Linked DNA regions of Ovis aries: region 2 is linked to region 1. Evidence: chromatin contacts called from public Hi-C data. All regions are on one chromosome and are shown on one strand. The core of a region is the stretch at or near the end of the contact, and the rest is flanking DNA. Distances in the headings are between cores, read along the strand shown. Region 1 overlaps SAMM50 (SAMM50 sorting and assembly machinery component). Region 2 overlaps LOC121819241 (a long non-coding RNA gene).

Region 1 (6,456 bases), core at 639-3,138:
TGGAACTCTGCTTTCGCTGGAATCTTCTGCTTCCTGGTGTTGTGACCCCAGGACCATACAGCCCTGGTCCTGCCTCTGAGCCTGGCCAGCAGGTGGACAGCGTGGGAGACCACCTTCCGTGCCCGGGGCCGGTTCTTGGCCTGGTGGGTACTGACATCGCTGGGGGGTCCCAGGAACGCACCTCGGCTGGTGATTCTCAGTCTGTGTGTGGCCAGGGCAGGGGCCAGGCCGTCATGGACATGGCCAGGCCCTCGGGCACGCGTGCATCTGGGTGCGGAGCTCGGCTCCCAGGACCCTGCCGTGAGCACAGCCGCCTCCTCGCTGCTCGGCCTGCTTGCCCATCTGAACTTGGGCCCAGGGGCCTGTCAGCTGGTGATCAACAGTGCACAGAAGGGAACCTGCGAAAGTTTCGGTGGGTGGCAGATGCTGCAACCTACGTGACCTCCTGTGTCTTTCCTGCGAGAGGAGCAAAGAGGTGGTTGGGACAAACCCTGCGGGGCTGTGGGTTCTGCTGTTGCCAGACCCTGGGACTCCTCTGGTTTTGCCCTCCCAGCTCCCTCCCCGACCTCCCTGGGACATCCTGGTAGCCTTAGAAACAAACAAAGCTTCCCCCCACCACCTCCACCGCCCCCACCAGAGTTTTGTTGTTGGTGACTGTTTTGCTCCGAGGTCCTCTTGTTGTCTCCAGTTGGGTCAGGACTGGGGAAACAGGAGTAGAGGAGGAAGCAGGGAGGGGGATTTGTGTCTCCCGTTTCGTTCCCTCGTCCGTCCTCCAAAGGCAGAGGAGGGAGCAGCCAGGGCCAGCGGGTGAGGCCGAGCAGCCAGGAGGGCCCGGGCCTCCTGAGAGGCAGGGCTGTGGGCCTTGTGTTTGAGCCGTGCACGTCTCTGGATCCGACAGCAGCGGGGTGAGCAGGGCAGACCCGAGCGTTGACTTCCTGTCTTAAGAGAAAGCGCTTTGTTTTCCAGGATCTGTGACGGCGTCCAGTTTGGAGCTGGGATCAGGTTCCTGTAGTGGATGCGGCGCGTCCCCCGGCCCCCCAGCAGCGGCTCCAGGACCTGGGCAGCACTGACGTTCTCGGGGCCACTCTCTCTCTCTCCAGACAGACACGCTTCACGGATCCTTCAACTGCAGTCCTTGTGGGAAACCATGTCAATAAATTTTCAAATACAGATCCTCGGGCGCGTCGTGGATGGGAGTTCCTCTCCGAGGCTGCGCATGCCGCTTTCTCTGAGGTCAGGTGGCTTTGTGCATGTTCCTTCGTGCGTGCCGCTGGGTGAGGGGCCGGTCAGGCGTCTCCTGATTCCCCTTTCATCCCGGACTCTTTGGGTCTCAGTGCTCAGTTGCCACAGATTAGGTGGAATCAGCAATGGGATGGCTGTTAGCAAACTGTAAAACAGCATTAGAAAGTGTTATTAGTATCCTCATCCCTGGGCTTCCCTGGTGACTGGCTCCGTGGTGAAGAGTCTGCCTCCAGTGCAGGAGATGCCCATTCGACCCCTGGGTCAGGAAGATCCCCTGGAGAAGGGCATGGCAACCCACTCCAGTATTCTTGCCTGGAGAGTCCCATGGACAGAGGAGCCTGGCGGGCTGCAGTCCATAGGGTCTCAGAGTCAGACAGGACTGAGTGACTAACAACTCTCATTATCATCATTACTATTATATTTTTTGGTGGATTGACTGAAATAGTACGTCTGGGCTGTTTCTCAAAGCTACTGTGAGCCCCATCTCAAATCCTCGTGACTGCGATGGGCATTCTCCATGAAGCGATCCGCAGAGCCTGCCGCTGGGGGGCGTGCGTGCTCTGACTTGATGCCGGCTGAGAAGGGCCTGTGTGGGGCTGCAGGCTCAGGGCCCTGTCAGCCAGTGTGAGCGCCCTGCAAGGATGAACCAGCCTGACGTCAGGGAGGCAAGGAGGGAGGGCGTGTTCTCGGGAGGGAGGCGCGGCCGCCTCGTTATTAAAGGCGTGTGAATCCGCTTCTGTGCTGCCCTAACAAAGCACTGCGGACCTAGAGGCTCAGCGTGACACAGAGCTGTCCCCTTGCAGTCCATACGCCAGGAGTCCAAAATGGGTCTTGCTGGCCTGAAACCAGGGTGTCCGCAGGGGCGCATGCCTGCTGGAGGTTCCAGGGGAGGGGTGGTTTCCTGACCTTTCCCAGCTTCCCGAGGCGCCCACGATCCCTAGCTGATGGCCTCTTCCTGTGTCTTCAAAGCCCACAGCTCAGGCTTCCGTCTCCCTCTGACTCTTTGCCTCGTCTCTGGGCCCCTGTGACTGCTGGGCCCACCAGACACTCCAGGCTGGCCTGATGTTACCATCAGATGGTCAGCAGCCTCAGTTCTACCACAATCTAATAATGCCCCGGCCACACTGAGTCAGATACCCACAGGTTCCAGGAGTTAGAAGGTGGGCATCTTTGGGGAACCTTTATCCTGCCTAACACCTAGTATCTATCTCTCAATATTTTAGGGTAGACTTAATTAGCCACATGAGAAGAAAGTTTTAACAATTTAAACCTCCTCTGAATACTTCTAAAAATGGTGCCCTGTAAAAATGTCCAGGGGTGCAGGTGGTGCCCCAGAGGGCCTTAGCCAGAGAGTTTCCTATGGGATATCCCTCCCCACCCCCATGACCCCGGCTGGGGCTCAGTGCCCCTCAGCTTCATCCTCCCGTTACCTAGTTAATATTCCCACCAAGGCCACCCAAGTCCAGGGACCCACCTGCGCTAGGCCTCCGAGGTGTATGTCCCCCTCACTGCCCACGTGAACTATGGAGATTCTGCAGAGGATATTTAAGGAGAAAATTTTACCTCTCTTAATAGTTGGGAACCTAGGAGAACATACTTTTTTTCCCCTGAGTTGCTTTATTGTTTCCAGTTGCACGTTGATACACTTGGCAAAATAAGAAACCCACAGTATAGCTCTGTTGTGTTCAGGCTACAAATTAGGAACAGTAAAAATCCAGGTAGCCCAGACTCTCAGACTCCGTGCCCTTTGTGAATTCATCTTCTACTCTGGTGGAGAATCCAAAGAGAAGTCACTTTTGAAATGGTGCATCTTTAGTCACGCAGGGCTGGGTCCCCCCGGGCCGCCGCCCAGCTCCTTAATGAAAGCGTGGCAGGTGGGCCATCTGCCAGGTCAGGAGTCGGTTTCAGTGGCAAACACACTTCGCAGGCTGCTGCTCCACAGGGTGGAGTGGAAGCAGTGGAGACACGGGGTGAGATCAGAATTCTGTCCCTTCTCTGTGGGGTTCAGTGGGCAGACCGGAGCAGGAAGCCAGGAGCCCTTCACAAAGTGCCGTCCATGGAAGACCAGAGCCCAGGCCGGTTCACTGTGGACGGAGCTTCATAGCTGCTGTTCAGAGCGAAAGATGTCATAGAAAGGAGCGTGACGAGCACCGCCCTGCCTCCGTGAGTCTCTGTGGCCGCGCCTCCTGCCTTGTGGGATCTTAGTTCCCCGACCAGGGATCGAACCCGCGTCCGCTGCTCGGCAGTGAAAGCACCAAGTTCTAACCACTGCACCACCAGGGAATTCCCTTTGCATCTCAATTTGACTTCATTTTTCTCTAAATACCTGAGCATTTGGGATTAGACCAGAGTTCAGTATTTGTTCAATAAGGCTTTCATGTCACTCTGCAAAGGAATGGGCCAAGACACGAAGCCTTCCGTGTCTTCATCCTGGAGGGGAACGCTGCCATCTCCCTTGTTGGAAGCATGCTGGGCCAGTCTCCTTGTGCATGTGACCAAGGCTGGCTTCAGCAAAGACAGTTGTCTCAATGCCTACAAAGGAAAACCCGTCCATGATGCATCGTGTTGCCCGTTTCCATGACCTTGTGGCGGTCTCTGCCCTCGCACTCTGACCTTTTACACAAGTTCATCAGCCACGTGCTCCTGGAGCTGAGCCACCAGCCACCCCCTTCCCCCGCTGTCTGTTGTCTGCAAGGCTTTTACTGTCCAAGGAGGAAACAGGTTGTGCTTCCAAGGGTCTTGGGCACTGGAGCAAAGGACAGTCACGCAGGCTCTGCTGATGAAGATCAGGTCACACTTCCCCTTAGGTTGATTCCGGCATAGACCCTGCACTTCTGACATCTTCCTCATACCCCCACAGCTCCTGAAGCTAAGAATTCTCTTTAGTTTGTGAATTTGCTTCTTTTTTTTTTTAATATAAATTTATTTATTTTAATTGGAGGCTAATTATTTTACAGTATTGTAATGGTTTTGCCATACATCGACATGAATCCACCACAGGTGTACACGTGTTCCCCATCCTGAACCCCCCGCCCACCTCCCTCCCTATCCCTTCCCTCTGGGTCATCCCAGTGCACCAGCCCCAAGCATCCTGTATCATGCATCGAACCTGGACTGGAGATCTGTTTCACATATGATATTATACATGTTTCAATGCCATTCTCCCAAGTCATCCCACCCTCGCCCTCTCCCACAGAGTCCAAAAGACTGTTCTATACATCTGTGTCTCTTTTGCTGTCTCGCATACAGGGTTATCATTACCGTCTTTCTAAATCCCATGCGAATTTGCTTCTTTAAGACTAGATAAACCTACCTTCAGGATAATTAGATGTGTTCAAATGCACAGTGCGGTTTGGTTCAGTTCAGTTGCTCAGCTGTGTCCCGACTCTTTTGACCCCATGGCCTGCAGGATGCCAGGCCTCCCTGTCCATCACCAACTCCTGGAGCCTACTCAGACTCATGTCCATTGAGTCAGTGATGCCATCCAACCATCTCATCCTCTGTTGTCCCCTTCTCCTCCTGCCCTCAATCTTTCCCAGCCTCAGGGTCTTTTCCAGTGAGTGAGTTCTTCGCATTAGGTGGCCAAAGTATTGGAGCTTCAGCTTCAGAATTAGGTTAAAGATCACCAAAGAGGAGTGGATGCCTTAGTCTAGAACAAAAAGCAGAGAGCTGCATTTGAAAGAAAATGAAATGTTTGAAATCAGGTGGCTGGGGACTTCCTAAGGTGGTGCAGTGGCTAAGACTCTGTGCTCCCAATTCGGGGTGGGGAGGGGGGACGGGTTTGATCCCTGGTCGCGGAGCTAGATCCCACGTGGTGCAATTAAGAGCTCACATGTCACAACTAAGGATCCCACATGTAGCAATGAAGACCCGGCGCGGCCAAAAAATAAATCAGGTGGCTGTACCCAAGATTTCCGTTTCCAGCTTCTCTCAAGCAGTGGGTCTGATGACAAGAAGTCTTCGTTGCTGTAGGCAGCAGAGGGCTGGAGCTGGGAGTGGTCCTCCTCCAGCACGCATCTCCACCCCTGGGTGCCTGCGGGCCCTGTGTGGCTGTTTCAGCATCTATATAGTTCCTGCCGTGGGCCTGTCAGAAGTCGGAGCACCTGCGCGTGTCCAGGGAGGAGGCACAGAAGGTGGATAACCACGGGCCCCACGTCATGATGCTGCTCTGGTCCTTGAGGCTCTTCACCAGCCCCACCCGCTCCTTCCCTCTGGCTGCAGCCCTCTTCTGTCAAAGGACAGGATTTGGGTTTGGTCCCTTCAGGTGCTGGATTCCCGGGTCCCAAGGATGCTGCCTGTGGGTTTTCTGAGCCTTAATGCCCCCATGTAACTCACAGGTGACATGTAACACCGTCGATCGCTTTGCCTGCGTTTCAATGTTAGATACAAGGAGAAAGCAGTGGGTACTTTGTGATTCAGGCTGGACTCGAACTCCAGCCCTGTCCCCAGCCAGACACAGCATTTTCTGAACCAGGTGACGCTCACCCAGAAATTCTCTCCCAAGCCATCAGTACCGCTTAATGAAATATTTACATAGTCGATGATCTCCATGACACAACCACTTATTAGACCGTTTTTAAAAGCACCAGCATTTAATCTCAGGGACAATAACTAAATATTGCCTCTTATCTTTTTACTGATCTCTTCAGATGATTGTGTACAACTGTGTTTCTCAGATTTTTTGGCCCTTGGATTCCTTAGCCCTGCCAAAAATTATGGAGGACCCTCCAAAGAGCTTTTGTTTATGTAGATGGATATGAATACTTACTGAACTAGAAATTAAAACAAAATTTTGAAAAATATAATTCATTTTAAAATAACAAACCCATTGCTTGCTATCATACATAACATTTTATGGGGGAAAGAAAAAAAAACTATTCCAAGAAATAGAGTGAAAAGAGTGGCATTGTTTTGCAGTTTCGCAAATCTCTTTATTAGGTGTCTTCAAAAATACATGGTTTCTTATATCTACTTCTGCATCAATCTCTTGCACTTAAAGTGGTTTAAATATATAAGAAACTCTAACCTCATATAGATAGGTATTTGGAAAAGAGGAGAGTATGTTTTTTTAATCTTCATTGTGGTGCACGGGCTTAATTGGTCCTCAAGCATGTGGAATCTTAGTTTCCCTACTGGGATCAAACCCCCGTCCCCTGCATTGGAAAGCAGATTCTTAACCTCTGGACCACCAGGGAAGTTCTTAGAGGCGGTTAC
Region 2 (5,695 bases), core at 2,407-4,906, 520 kb after region 1:
GCAGCAATGTCTGCATCGTGAGCAGGAACACCCCAGACGGAGTCTCAGGAGCGTCTTGGAAAGGGGAGGTCAAGGCAGGTCTTCTCAAGGTTGGGGTCTAGGCTCGAGTAGAGACTGGCTGGGTGCGGCTCCCATACCTGCCATCCTAGACAGGCAGACGCAGCAAGGGGGGCAGCTTTCTGAGCACTTCCTGGGGAGCCAGCAGCCACTTCAGGATGAGGAATTTGCCCAGAGTTCAGATAAATGGGTTTTCAGGAAGTTCCTGGAACAATAAGGTGCTTGGCAATTTTATCTTCCCGGGCAAGCGTCTGGCATGGTACCAGTGCCTTAGCTCTCTGTCTGATGAGCCGTGTGCTCGCAAATAGTTTGTTCTCAAGGCCCAGGGAAAGGGCTCAGTGGCCAACCAGAGAGAGCCAAAGCTGCAAGGAAGCTTGTGGGCGTGAACCGCGTGAGGCCTCAGTCTTTCCATCTGCAGGATGGAGTATGGGCCTTCACGGGTCCCCAAGGCCATTCCAGTTCTACTGGTGACTCTGTTTAAAGATGGGGGAGGGTGGGGCCTGGGAAATTGTTCATGACAGGCCATGGTGGGGCAGAGACAGGGGCAGAGTTGAATCCAGGGGTCCCAGCGCCCAGCCCAGTCCCCTCCCCATGCCCCCCGCCCACCAAGAGCCCGTACTGAGAAGAGCAGGAGGCCAGGAAGCCAGGGGCAGGGCTGGCTCTGCTGGAGAGGCAACCCCCTTCCCCTCCTCAGCCCACCCCACTCCCTGTCGGCTCTGCCTGCATCTTCTCGGATCTAACCCATCCCCTCAAATCCCTCCTCCCCACACTGAGGTCAGTCTTCCCAAAACCCAAGCTGCCCCTTGGCACTCACTAGCTCAGAACTCCCCTGTGGGTTTCCACTGCCCGCCAGATAAAGGACCTCCACCTTCTCCAGGCCCTAACTGGCTGTTTTGCAGAAATTGATCCCAAAATTCATATGAAAAAGCAAGGGACCCTGAAAAGCCAAAAAATTGAGAAAAAGAAGAGCAAAGTCAGAAGATCCCCATTTCCTGGTTTCAAAGCTTACAACAAAGCTGTGGGTATCAAGACAGTACGGCAGGGGCTCCGCTGGCAGCCCAGTGGTTAAGACTCAGGCCCCAGTAAAGGTTGGATCCCTGTTCGGGGAACTAAGATCCCTCAGGCTGCATGGTGTGGCCAGTGAAGTTCATCCTTGCTAACACTCACTTGTGGAAGCCCCCAGAAAATTTCGACAGTGGGGAGTCTGAGGAGCTTCCAGGTGGGCAAACACATCCAGGTACCAAAGGTGTGATGCACCCCAACTCCAAGGGGACAGAAGCTCACAGACCCCGCCCTGCGTATCTCTTCACCTGCCTGTCCATCTGTATCCTCTACCATACCCGTTCATGACCTGGTCACTGTGTTCCCCTGAGCTCTGGGAGCTGTTCTAGCAGACAGTGAAATCCAAGGGGGAGGAGGTCACAGCAGCCTCTGATTGGTAGATTTGCAGCCAAGTCAGACACATGCTGTGGGCTGTAACCTGGGGACTGCCTACTGGTAATCAGCCTCTGAAGGTGAGGAGCAGTCTCATGGGGCTGAGCCCTTTACCTGTGGGGTCTAATGCCATCTCCACGTAGTGTCAGAATCGAGTCAAACTATAGCATGCCCAGTAGGTGTCACAGAATTGCCTGGTGTGGGGAAAGCCCGCCACACACACCCACGCACAGTCAGGAGCAATAAGAGTGTATCGGTGGTGTGAGCGTAAAGGAGACATATGGGAGGAAGATGTACGGAGCAGGGGTCATCGTGCCCATTTCACAGAAAGGCAAACTGAGGTCCTGCAAGCTGAGTGGCTCCCTCTGGAGCTGGGATCCCTTAACCAGGACTGCCACTCCCTCATCTACAAGAACCAAGGACCCCTCAAAGGGCACCCTGCTTGAATCACCACTGTCGGGCGCCTCCTCATCCATCCGTCAGTGGCTGCAAGCTTATTTTCAGAGTGTTCCCAGGGGCCCTCCTGAAGATGTTTTCTGAACGCCTACCATGCGCCTGGCACCTCGCCCCACATGGAAGGGCCAAACAACAACCAAACGTGCCATGGGCTTGGATCCCCTGGCGGCCTGGAGAGTAAGCCCATGGCTGAGGGGCTTAGTTAAACGAAAGTCGCTTCCTTCTCACCAAGAGGCCTGGAGGGAAATGTAGCTGATACCTCCATGAGGACGATGCCTCAGCTGATGCCTCCATGGGGAGGGACGGGGAGGGCTTCCTACAGGAGGTGTTTTTTCGTCTGAAACCCAGAAGGAAAAATGGACGCATCTAGCTAAGGGGAGCGGGGGCGTAGCGGGGAGAGAGGGCAGAAAGAATAACACATGCTGGAAACCTGGAGGAGTGAGGAAAGGAAGGGCTGAGATCAAAGCAGGGGCAAACCCTGGTAGGTCTGAGCATCGGACCTGAGACGAGGGCCCCAGAAGATACCTGCTGTAAAGGCTGGCTCTGAAGGGATCAGAGTGTTATCTTAATTTTGTTTTTTTTTTTTTAATGATTCCTTGTGGCCAGGGTGTCAGGGCAAAATACACACAGCTATTACAATTGTTTGCAAACTGCTCATCTCCTCCACCCAGATCTCCGAGCTTCTTTCAGCAGCAGAATCTGTGAAATGGGCAGACAGAGACAGAAGCTGGAGAGGTTGGCTCGATTTGAGCTGAGCAGACCCAGCGAGGGGAGCCCAGAAGGGGCTTGGACCAGGGGGTGGGAGATGTAGGGAGAAGAATGGGAAGCAGTCTTGGAGTGCCAGAGACAGCAGCAGATACTGAGCACGTGAGCGACGGGGAGATAGTTCTCAGATGTTTCGCTGTGAACGAGGCTCTCCATCTGGAGTGCGGCGCTTTGCCGAGAGACCACGGTAGGCAGCCTGCTTCATAGTTACTTTGGATAGGACGCAAAACAGGTGCTTCCTTAATCAGCGGTGTCACTGCCCCTGGTCCACTGAGTAACTGCACGTATGTGGTCTCCCACAATCAAAGTAATACCCATTTCGCGCTCTCTCTCTCTCTCTCTCTCTCTCTCTCTCTCTCTCTTTTTCTTTTTTTTTTTTTGTCACAAAGCATGCAGACGCATGCACGCAACACAGGGCACGCGGAATCTTAGTTCCCTGACCAAGAACCAAACTAGCGCCCCCTGCAGGGAAAGTACAGATTCTTAACCACTGGACTACTGCTGCTGCTGCTGCTAAGTCACTTCAGTCGTGTCCGACTCTGTGCGACCCCATGGACGGCAGCCCACCAGGCTCCCCCGTCCATGGGATTTTCCAGGCAAGAGTACTGGAGTGGATTGCCATTGCCTTCTCCACTAAGGAAGTCCAAAAATAATACACATTACTTACCAGACGATGGGAACATGCTAAGTTGGAAAACTAGCAAGAACAGAAACTTCCCACATTGTCAGGACCCAAAGCCCACCACGGAGAGCAACAGGACATGCTGCGCTGAGGTCTTCTCTCCATCTCTGCATTGCTTGCGCACCCTCAGTGACGTCCCATACAATATTTTGAATCTGAGTGGGTTTTAATTTACTATGATCGCATAAGCACTTTTCCGTGTCTTTAAACACTGCAAACCAGATTCTAGTGGATGCGTCATATTCCAGAGAAGGGATGTGTAGTCACCTCATGATTCATTTTGCTGGGCTTTGACATGGCGCCTGTCTTCTCCTCTGATGAACAGGGTGAAGCTTTTCCTAAGTTTCAGAATATTTCCTTAGCGTGGGTTTCCAGAAGTGGAATTACTGAGTCAGCTCACTCCCTGAAACAGACAACAAAACAGGCCTCCAACAAGACTGTAGCCGCTTACACTCTCTCCTGAATACTCCTGGAAGGACTGATGCGGAAGCTGAAGCTCCAGTACTTGGGTCACCTGATGCGAAGAGCTGACTCTTTGGAAGAGACCCTGATGCTGGGAAAGATTGAAGGCAAAAGGAGAAGGGGGCGGCAGAGGATGACATGGCTGGGTAGCATCCCTGATTCAGTGGGCCTGAACATGGGTGAGCTCCAGGAGATGGTGGTGGACAGAAAAGCCTGGCGTGCTGCAGTCCCTGGGGTCACAAAGCGCCGGACATGACCTAGCAACTAAACAACAAGAACATTCTCCCCAGAAGTACCACACTTCCCCTGTCAGCATCCCTCACACACACACGTGTTATCACCTGTGATGCTGTCGACTCGAAACAGGAAGGAGGTCCCCCGGCCTGAGAGCCATTCCTCAGACAGCCCAGGAGGATGAGCGTGTGTTTCTCTGCCCACGACACCGGCACCCTGGGCACCGTCTCCTCCTGGCCTGTGGGGTCAGTGTCGGGGTGCCTAGGGGCCTGCGGGTGGGTGCTGCCTGTTCTAAGAAGTCCACAGAGCCAGATCTATAGCTCTGGCTTCCTAAACCATAAACGAGGGCACTGGGAGGACCACGGAGGACACGGCCCTGACTGGCCACCGCGTCATTGCCTCTCACAGCCTGGCGCCCTGCAGGCCCGCCTTTGGGGGGATGCGCTGTTCCCTGGTCTAAAGCCCCTCCTGCCTCCTCCCAGAACAGCAGCAGATCAAACGCACTGGGCTCCTGGACTTCATTAACATCATTTATTTCTCTGTGCCAGGCAGAAGTTTCCACTTAACAAGAGAAACCTTTTTTAAATTACATGTCCCATCCAGCAGCCACGTGGCTTGGAGGCTGAGGACAGATGGGGTTTGTCAGGATCTATGGGTCTCAGAACCTCTCCCCACTTCGGAGGCCCAGGGCCTCCCACTAGGGGATACCCAGCTCTGCTTCCAGATGGAAGGAGGCCAGGGCCGGAGCCCCGCAGCCAGTTCCAGGAGGCCGAGAGATCCCCCAGCCCCCAGCAGAGCCGGGGGCCCATCTCCGAGAGGCCCCAGCCACTCATCTGCTCACCCACTGGCCCTGTTTGCCTCATGTCCTCAGCACTGGGGCTGGCCTGGGGCTGGGGATGTAGAAAAATGTCAGACAAAGTGACCTCTCGCCAGGCGACCATCAGGCTCTGGAAGAGACAGGGGCCCCGACCAGGTCATCACATTCAGAAAATCTGTTTCCTGAGCGCTTACTATAGATTACAAACTGCGCTGGGAGAGTCGCACAGTGAGAACTCTGTGAGCTGGGGACAGGGAGGCGGGCTGTTTCTGCTTCCAGGCTTCCCTCAGGGCGCTCCACAAAGGCCCTGAGCCCCTGGGGCAGGGTCAGCCAGAGGGGCGCGTCCACACCTGTCCTGGGGGCAGCCGGGAGGGCGGGGTTCCTGTAGGCGCCCGGGAAGGAAGCAGCTGTGGGAAGCTGGCAGGGCTGGGGGCCGCGGTCACCTCCGCAGCCCACCCGCCACGGAAGCCAGGGCGTGGACCCTGCTCCAGGGGCCTGACAGGCCTCACTGGTCAGTCTCTGCCCCCTTCTTGACCTGCTTCAACCCAGTGGCCACGACGAGGTGACAGCTGGTGGACACAGAGGCTGCGGGCACCTCCCCGAAGTGGCCAGTCCTGGAGGACGAGAGGAAGATTTCTAAGCAGAGATGGGACGCAGGATGCAAATTGATGACCCCCCCCCCACAGAAATACCAAGGCCAGCTTTTAAAGAAAACAACTTCCCTGGCGGTCCAGTGGTTCGAACTCTGCCCTTTCACTGCCGAGGGGCCAGGTTCAAGCGCTGGCTCA

What was found. Hi-C and Micro-C count contacts between places; a contact is called where the count stands out from the background.
Region 2: a Hi-C map of skin fibroblasts shows a contact between it and region 1, with 2.2 times the contacts expected there. The contact joins two enhancer-like sites. A contact is called at or near these places in 7 of 16 Hi-C or Micro-C datasets (blood, hypothalamus, liver and 4 more).

The regions. Positions count from the first base shown.
Region 1 is chr3:220,607,938-220,614,393 of ARS-UI_Ramb_v3.0, forward strand. It overlaps SAMM50 (SAMM50 sorting and assembly machinery component), which reads left to right. Exons shown (of 15, transcript XM_004007040.5): 15 at 967-1,172. The coding sequence ends at 1,012. Among named protein-coding and RNA genes, the nearest start is that of PARVB, 25 kb to the right of the region's middle. Within about 2 kb of position 1,889, at least 15 of the 54 cell types and tissues checked have an H3K27ac peak or open chromatin away from gene starts, as enhancers often do.
Region 2 is chr3:221,129,010-221,134,704 of ARS-UI_Ramb_v3.0, forward strand. LOC121819241 (a long non-coding RNA gene) reads right to left here. Exons shown (of 2, transcript XR_006059500.2): 2 at 1-3,797. Among named protein-coding and RNA genes, the nearest start is that of PRR5, 23 kb to the right of the region's middle. Within about 2 kb of position 3,657, at least 3 of the 54 cell types and tissues checked have an H3K27ac peak or open chromatin away from gene starts, as enhancers often do.